Regions from separate parts of the Salmo salar genome. Here region 1 is linked to region 2. The links are chromatin contacts, called in public Hi-C maps. All regions are on one chromosome and are shown on one strand. The core of a region is the stretch at or near the end of the contact, and the rest is flanking DNA. Distances in the headings are between cores, read along the strand shown. Region 1 holds the start of ccar2 (cell cycle and apoptosis regulator 2). Region 2 holds the start of LOC100194618 (polyubiquitin).

Region 1 (4,255 bases), core at 222-2,721, 230 kb after region 2:
CATGCTCACGAATATGTCATGTTGCTGAGATTAAGCAAAAGCCCATAAATGGCTAGACTTATTGCTTGGTTGGCAGGAAAGCTGCAAGAGGGTCTTTAGCCCAGGAAGGATAGAGGGTCGACAGACCTTTTATGGTGTGAAGTACATACTAAAGCAAAAAAAAGACTCCTCTTATAATCAACTGGACCCAATGTTCAGATCAAGGGAATATTAAAAATAATTATATTGAACCCCGATGGTTGACGCCATGGTGAATAACCTAGTTAGTTAGCTAGCTAAAAATCATTGCAAATCCTTTAGCTGTATGATCTGTGCATCATTGACCGGAGCATAAGAACCTGGGCTAGCTAGCTAACTGACTAGATGAATGAACACATTCATCGAACGTTGAAGATCCTGGCTACTACAAAAAATGTTAGCTAGTTACAGTACTGGTAGCTAGAATTTAGATTATTTGTAACTACGGCCACCAAACGGTCACTTTGGACACAGCGATCTAGCTAGATATACGTTTGTAGTTATGAATTCGATTTCGAAAAAATAGCAAATTAGGTAGCTAGCTAGCAACAGTACTCACTCCGACACAAACTCTCCTTGCAATCCTCCTCTGGCAAAACGTTAGTGCTTTTTATGTTTTGAAGTGGAGCAGTCGCTACAAGGGGTGTAATAATTACGCAGATTATGTTGCAAAAAGTTTCATAAAAGGAAGAAAACGTAACGAAACGGGGAGGCACCTACGGCTAATGATTAGAACACTGATGTGCGGAGCCAGAGAGGAAGAGGCGAAGCGAGGGACAACTGGGACAACAATCTATATTCTTCAGCAGGTGGCGTTGTTCGTTTCTTTCGCTCACCAAGTGACGCATTTTTGAATGGAGGTCAATGAGAGAGTGCCGAAACTGGTCAACAAAAAATGTAATGGCTTATTTGCTACGTGTGGCTTATTTGATCGAATATAAGTTTCGTAATGCTTAGGTTGTTACGAGTGTACTGATATAAGTAGGACACGTGAAATCCCGGCAACTTTGAGAAAAATACATTAATCGTTGGAAACATACTTTATATCTGCCCTCTCATTGGCCAGAATGGTCCCACCTGATCTTGCCTCCTCCCGACTGCCTTCCATCTTTGAATTCATTTATTTTCAACATTAGAGCGGCCAGTTGAGTATCTGGCCAATATAATGGATCATCTGTGGTTGACTACATTAAAATGGTGGAAGCCCTCAATGGCGCTGCTCATGCTAAAACGTTATTTTGGGCCCTAGAGGCCTCTATCACCAAATATTTGTTATAACTAACCCATTGTTCCACTTGTGCTATTATTGGGTTTGTTTGACAGTGCAGGCCACTGCCTACTGACGGATCTCCAAATAACCTTGCATCATAAATAACTACCCATTATTATTTGTAGGTCAGTCAGTAATAAATTACCCATGATACATTACGGTTTTGATCCTCTCGAACACGGCCCTCCTCTATGAACATTTTCTACGCGTCACTGTGTTCACGTGATGAATGACGTATAATTCAAGTGAAGTACCCACGCGTGGGAGCACCATGGCACCAATTTTGACTATGAGGATAAATGAAGTGTTAAATCGCATGACCTCAATTGTGATATCAGACGGTTACAGAACCATACATCAGTAGACACTGAAAGCAGCTAGGATCTCTAACCTAGCTGGCCAACATTAGCTTGTGAACGTGTTTACTTTGCCTGTCAATCGGCCTGAATTTCAACAAATTGACATATTCAAGAGTACATGGAATTAACCAAGTTATGCATAGTATGTAGCTAGCTAGATGTTATTTAACCCTCCTGCTGTGTTCCGGTCGAATTGGATGATGTACAAGTTCCATGACTTTGTCTACACAGGGCATCTGAACACACAAATACATTTGGATGATTTGTATACAATTTTGGGTGTTTTATTTAACTTTTGTACACCTGTGGTGTTCCCGGTCAAAAAAGAGACTACAATTAGTGTATAAAATTGAATTCAGGCACATTCATCAGATGGACACACTTCCTCTCCCAGACCCCCACATGCATGTGTGTTTGAGCACACACACACACACACACACACACACACACACACACACACACACACACACACACACACACACACACCTCACTCCCCTTCTTGGCTTCCATGGCAACCCCCACGGGAATCTTTCCCCCACGGGAACCACACCTGTTGGCATTTTCACAAACAATCGCAACATTGTTTCAATAATATATAGAACTTTTCTCTGCAGCTCTGGTATATAAAGCTTTTTTGAGGGCTTGCTCACAATTCATTCTGTGGCAGCACAATTACCAAACGATATACTGTATGTAAGGCTGTTGATCATATCTTTGATCATGACACTGGAGAGGAGGAGAGTCCTTGTTAAACTTTGACACCAAGTAGTCTGTGATAAATAGCACAATATGTTTCATCTGAGTATTTGTTATAGTAAAAATAATCTATACATTATGATTTTTTTTACTCAAAAACAAGTTGTAAGAGCTCAGGTCAATGAGGCCTACAGGCCATAAATAGCAAATAGAAGTTCAAAACTTGTAATGTTCACAAGAACTTAAGTTGATAAAAAGATCTAACACAACATTAGGTGATAATACATGTATTATTATGGATTTATAATCCGCTATAATGGGGAGGTCATTTTGGACCGGGAACACAGAAGGAATTTACATGAAACAAACGCAACAGAAGGGTTAAACAATCACCTCTGCTACAGGAAATTCAAGAAGTTGTCATGGAGAAAGCACAATCCTTCAGAAATAAACAAACGAGATGCTCGGGCTTTAGTGCTTATTTAATTTCCTAATTAGTTAACTAGCTAGCTAAAACACTTAATCCCCCCACCCAGGCGCTGGCAGACTTCGGCTGGGCTCAGCCCACTCTGATCCAGGAGAAAGCTATCCCTCTTGCTCTGGAAGCCAAGGACCTTCTGGTCTGTGCCAAGACCGGCTCAGGAAAAACGATGCCTACGCTGTACCTGTCATCCAGCGCATCCTGACATCCAAACAGGTGAGAAGCAGTAGTAGCAAGGGGTGTATAACATTAGACCATCTCTGGTAGTAGTAGCATAGACCTTCAATTGGGCTATGACTAGGTAGTAGTATCATAGTAGTTGGTGATGTAGCGAGGGGAACAGCCAGCTGAAGTAAAATCTAACTGACAGAACGGCCAGCTGGAGTAAAATCTAAATGACAGAACGGCAAGCTGGAGTAAAATCTAACTGACAGAAAAGCCAGCTGGAGTAAAATCTGACTGACAGAAAAGCCAGCTGGAGTCAAATCTAACTGACAGAACGGCCAGCTGGAGTAAAATCTAACTGACAGAAAAGCCAGCTGGAGTAAAATCTAACTGACAGAAAAGCCAGCTGGAGTAAAATCTAACTGACAGAACGACCAGCTGGAATAAAATCTAACTGACAGAACGGCCAGCTGGAGTAAAATCTAACTGACAGAACAGCCAGCTGGAGTAAATTCTAAATGACATAAAAGCCAGCTGAAGTAAAATCTAACTGACAGAACGGCCAGCTGGAGTCAAATCTAACTGACAGAAAAGCCAGCTGGAGTCAAATCTAACTGTGACAGAAAAGCCAGCTGGAGTCAAATCTAAATGACAGAAAAGCCAGCTGGAGTCAAATCTAAATGACAGAAAAGCCAGCTGGAGTCATATCTAAATGACAGAACAGCCAACTGGAGTCAAATCTAAATGACAGAACAGCCAACTGGAGTCAAATCTAAATGACAGAAAAGCCAGCTGGAATAAAATCTAAATGACAGAAAAGCCAGCTGGAGTCAAATCTAAATGACAGAACAGCCAACTGGAGTAAAATCTTGAACCTTGCATGTGAAAGCGTTTATCCTGGTTCCTACCATGGAAATGGGGCAGCAGGTACAGGCCATGATCCGCCAGCTGACTGCCTACTTCCACGGAAGTCCTCAACTCTACACTAATGCAGGGGTGTAGTCATTAGTGCACACCATAGCAAACAGTTGCAAATGCTTCAAACTGTTTTGTTCCATTTGCTTCATAGTTAATACACCCCAGGTGATGGTACAATGACCCCTCACCTCTGACCTCACCCCTGACCCCCACAGAGCTAAGGAGTAAGGAGTCTCCAGAGGAATTGACTTCCAGAATGTCTCCAACGTCATCAACTTTGACTTCCCCACCACCATTGAGTCCTACATCCACTGCGTCGGACGGTAAGTGTCACCACAACAGAATACA
Region 2 (4,080 bases), core at 1,156-3,655:
TTACTAAATTGATCACTAACATTTTGAAGATAAGCCATTTGCTCAATGCTCTGCTGTGCAGTGCAGTCATATCTGACTAAGATCATAACATGTAGTCAGAGGTGCGTAAACCTCGTCAAATATAAAACAGGAGAGATTATTTCCCAAACAGTATGATGTTCCTTGAGTTTTGTTGGCGTTTAGAGTGACCAAAAGAAGCTAACAACTAACTGCTCTCTCATGTCTCTTCATTCGTTGACCAGAGCCAGATATACTTTGAGGAGATTGGGAAACTCCATTTGAATCGTTGCCCATGCTACGTCAGTGGGCTGTGCGGTGCATTCTGGGAAATTCGAGGACAAGGAGAGCTCTCCTTCAAGGAGTAAATGGTAGTCAATTGGGTGCAAGCTGAAGAGCAGCTAATGGATTTACTAACCCAGGAAGATATATTTGATTTCGGGTTTCGGGCAGGGCCGGGTTGGGTTGGGCCTTAAATTTGGCAGAAGCAATCAGGCCTGGGTAGGGTTGGGCCTGAACGTCACAGGCATGGGTAAGGCTCAGGCTCTAGTTGTGACATTTGACTTTACCATTTAAATATAAATTGCAGACTGTCAGCCACACTTGATAACTTGAAAACTAGAACTTACTAACATAGGCAACAAGTAACTGGATGGAAAACGGTGAGGCACATAACACACCCCTTCTACCGGCATTTGGTGGGGAGGGTTCTTGAAATGTAACATCCAGTCAAAATCAGTGGACAATTCAAACCGTTTCTGCAATACAAAATTCTCCAGACCTCCAAGAGAGGCGTGACAATGATGTGATTTTGGAGGTATGGCAACCAGAAACCAATAGACGTATTCCTATGGAAATGTCCTGATAGCGCATGAAGCCGGAAGTATTTGAATTTGAAGCGTGCCATATAGCTGAATGGGGCTGAATGGCACCAAAAGATTGCTAAGGATCATGGTGAAAGTGGACATAACTAGCAAAGGATCACGGCCGATGTAATCATTTTCATCCTGCCTGAGAGAGTCAACCTTAATGTCTATGGCAAGAAGGCGCAATCCTCCTCATAGCCTGCAGGCCCGTGATTCATATATCAGCACGTGGTCCTGTGTGACAACAAATGTAGTAGTCAGAATGGATCACTATATAATTAAATATCTTGATTTGTAGCAAACTTTAAAATAATTCATAGTGGGCATCGAACTTCATCATAATAATCTAATTTTATAGCCCAAAACGAGCGTCCCCCTCAAAAAATGGGCAGTTTTGGCGATTGTAATTTAGATAAGCTTTCTAGGGCAGACCAGGGCTTTTGGCACCACTAGATTGCTATGCAGTAGCCAACCAGCCGAGCTTGTGACTTCACGTTCCAGATAGGACACTGGGGTCCTCATGGCAACACGAGACTAGCTAGATATAAGCTGGATGATGTTAGGATAAGGAGTCTTTTATAAGGGGGTGGGAGTGGGGAATGACTGTGCCTGTTTGTGTAGAATTACATTTTTGATCCATGCTGTAAATAATTTGTTTCTATTAAATCAATGATATGACCTAAAATAAACTGTCCAATCTCTGTTACATTCTTCTTTGCATATACTGCATGTTTTGATTCAAAAACTGTTCCCTGGTTGATCTCCTACACTAACTATACTGCTGCTTGGAAATGTAGCAAAACTGTAGGATTTACTGAGGCATGAGTGGGCCTGGGTTTAAAAAAAAAGAAGCTTGTTACTTGTAAGTGTTCCAAACAGAACATTATTTGTATTTTTACCTAAACATGCAAACACCATCAGATAGAAGTCATAGCAAGAAGTACATTGGGTTAGTCATTTTTTATTAAATATAACAGAACAGATTAACTGGATTGACAAACACTCAAGGGACGGGATGACAAAAATAACTAACTGAAAGACCCCTAATAACCTACTAATATGACTGCATTGAGGCATATGTCACTGTGCACCCAAATTGTTGCATGCCCACCCACCAACGAATTTCTGGCTACCTCACTGTTTCTGACATAAATTCCTAACTATCTAAAACACAATCGATTTTACTATCTGGCAAGGTTCATTCTGCGACATCTGTGAATGGACTCGCTTTGACTGCTCAGCGCGTTGCTAGAGAACGACGACTCACTCTTTTTGCATATTTCTACCTCCGCCAATGTACGACTTCTTTTATATGACCATTCTTACAGAATTTCTTAAAGATTAAACATTCATATAGAACATTTTCAATGTCATACATGTCGTGGAGTTAGTTCATTTTATCCACAATCCATATGGTTAACGATATTTATTTAAATCCGCAGTTTATAGTTCCATATGGTGTAATGGTGGAGGGATACGTAACGGCCATGTATAAATAACACAGCCCTTTGTGTGCGATAACAGCCTCGTTTCCAGAAGATTGAAGAACAGTGGCGTTGATAATTTGTTTGTAAGTAGGTTATTATCCAAAATGAGCACGAATGACAACATTTTTCACAAAGACCCTTAGTTCAGCGTAATGTTAATTGGTAGTTCATTGCTTTTCCTATTATTGGTGATGTACGAATGTACTTTTTTTGGATGGACGAATAGACGTCGACGATAGACGAGCTAACTTTCTGGTAGCGTTAGCTAACTACAGTAGTTATTTACTAAAATAAAGTTAGCTGGCTGGATATAGTCTTGGCTAGCTTCCTAACTAGCTAAAACAAGGCGCTCAACAGTAGACATTGGTTAACTCTTGAATCAAGCTAGATATTTATATAGATGGGGGGGAGGCTAACGTTAACAGTGGATGTGTTTTTGTAAATTCAATCTGGAGTGCCAGTGCTCTCTGGGTGTTAGTAAATTTAGAGCTTTGTAAGATTGTCAGTTCGTAAATTCAGAGCGTTTCGCTCACGGAGCGAGGATTAGGGTTGATTGGACCATTCTGGCATCACAACAGCTTGGGTCGTTGACTGGCTTGCTAGCTACTTCCATACACGAATTGGAACTCCTCACTGACCATTTTACTCACCATAGCAGAGCTGCTTAGGCTGTTCATATTATCTAGAGCATTGGTGACAAACGTTAACTGTGCTGCTAGCAACTTAATTACGCGTAGTTTTTCAACACCGGCAATATTCAAGTGTTGCGCGTTTGTAAATTCATCAGTTATTATGCGCTCTGGCATACCCAGACGATTGCTCCTAAATCGGAGTAGATGGCAAAATGAATTAACGAACGCATCCCGTTAAAACACCGCGCTCGAGACCTAAACCCAGCGATCATCTCGGCTTGGTTTATCGGTCAGTAATAGTCATATATTTTGCTGTAAAATAAGCGTAGGGGAGTTTAATTTATTACAAAATATTACGTTTCGACTGCAAATGAAAATACAGCCCCATAAATTGAAATGGTCAGCTAGCTAGTCATTACTTCAGGACTCGACATAGGTTTTATGACAAAATGACAGCCACTAGATGGAGCTTGTTCTAAAATGGTGGCACCTGAAGCCTACTACTGTAAACGTCAGCTGAGTACTACCTCCAATGGGAGGAGCTTTGCTCTACCCTATCTAGAAGTTGACCCACTGCATCTCGGGAATTGTTATGCATACTAGATTGATACCTATAATGTGAATTGTGTATAGCCTGGTTGTTTATTTGACATTTTAGGTTTGGTTAGTATAGTCTAACATGATTCTCCTCCCCAGTGTCAAGATGCAGATCTTTGTGAAGACCCTAACTGGTAAGACCATCACCCTTGAGGTTGAGCCCAGTGACACCATCGAGAATGTCAAGGCCAAGATCCAGGACAAGGAGGGCATCCCCCCAGACCAGCAGCGTCTGATCTTTGCCGGCAAGCAGCTGGAAGATGGCCGCACCCTGTCCGACTACAACATCCAGAAGGAGTCCACCCTCCATCTTGTGCTCCGTCTGAGGGGAGGTATGCAGATCTTCGTTAAAACCCTGACTGGTAAGACCATCACCCTTGAGGTTGAGCCCAGTGACACCATCGAGAATGTCAAGGCCAAGATCCAGGACAAGGAGGGCATCCCCCCAGACCAGCAGCGTCTGATCTTTGCCGGCAAGCAGCTGGAAGATGGCCGCACCCT

Evidence for each region. A called contact is a pair of places that touch in the nucleus more often than the background predicts.
Region 1: a contact with region 2 is called in a Hi-C map of gill, with 3 times the contacts expected there. The contact joins the promoter of ccar2 here to the promoter of LOC100194618 in region 2. A contact is called at or near these places in 2 of 3 Hi-C or Micro-C datasets (gill and muscle).

The regions. Positions count from the first base shown.
Region 1 is chrssa01:151,759,126-151,763,380 of Ssal_v3.1, forward strand. ccar2 (cell cycle and apoptosis regulator 2) reads right to left here and starts at 1,472. Exons shown (of 19, transcript XM_014138931.2): 1 at 1,434-1,472. LOC106568500 (synaptobrevin homolog YKT6) reads right to left here. Exons shown (of 9, transcript XR_006758360.1): 9 at 2,093-2,133.
Region 2 is chrssa01:151,525,304-151,529,383 of Ssal_v3.1, forward strand. It overlaps LOC100194618 (polyubiquitin), which reads left to right and starts at 2,406. Exons shown (of 2, transcript NM_001139703.1): 1 at 2,406-2,433; 2 at 3,679-4,080. The coding sequence starts at 3,686.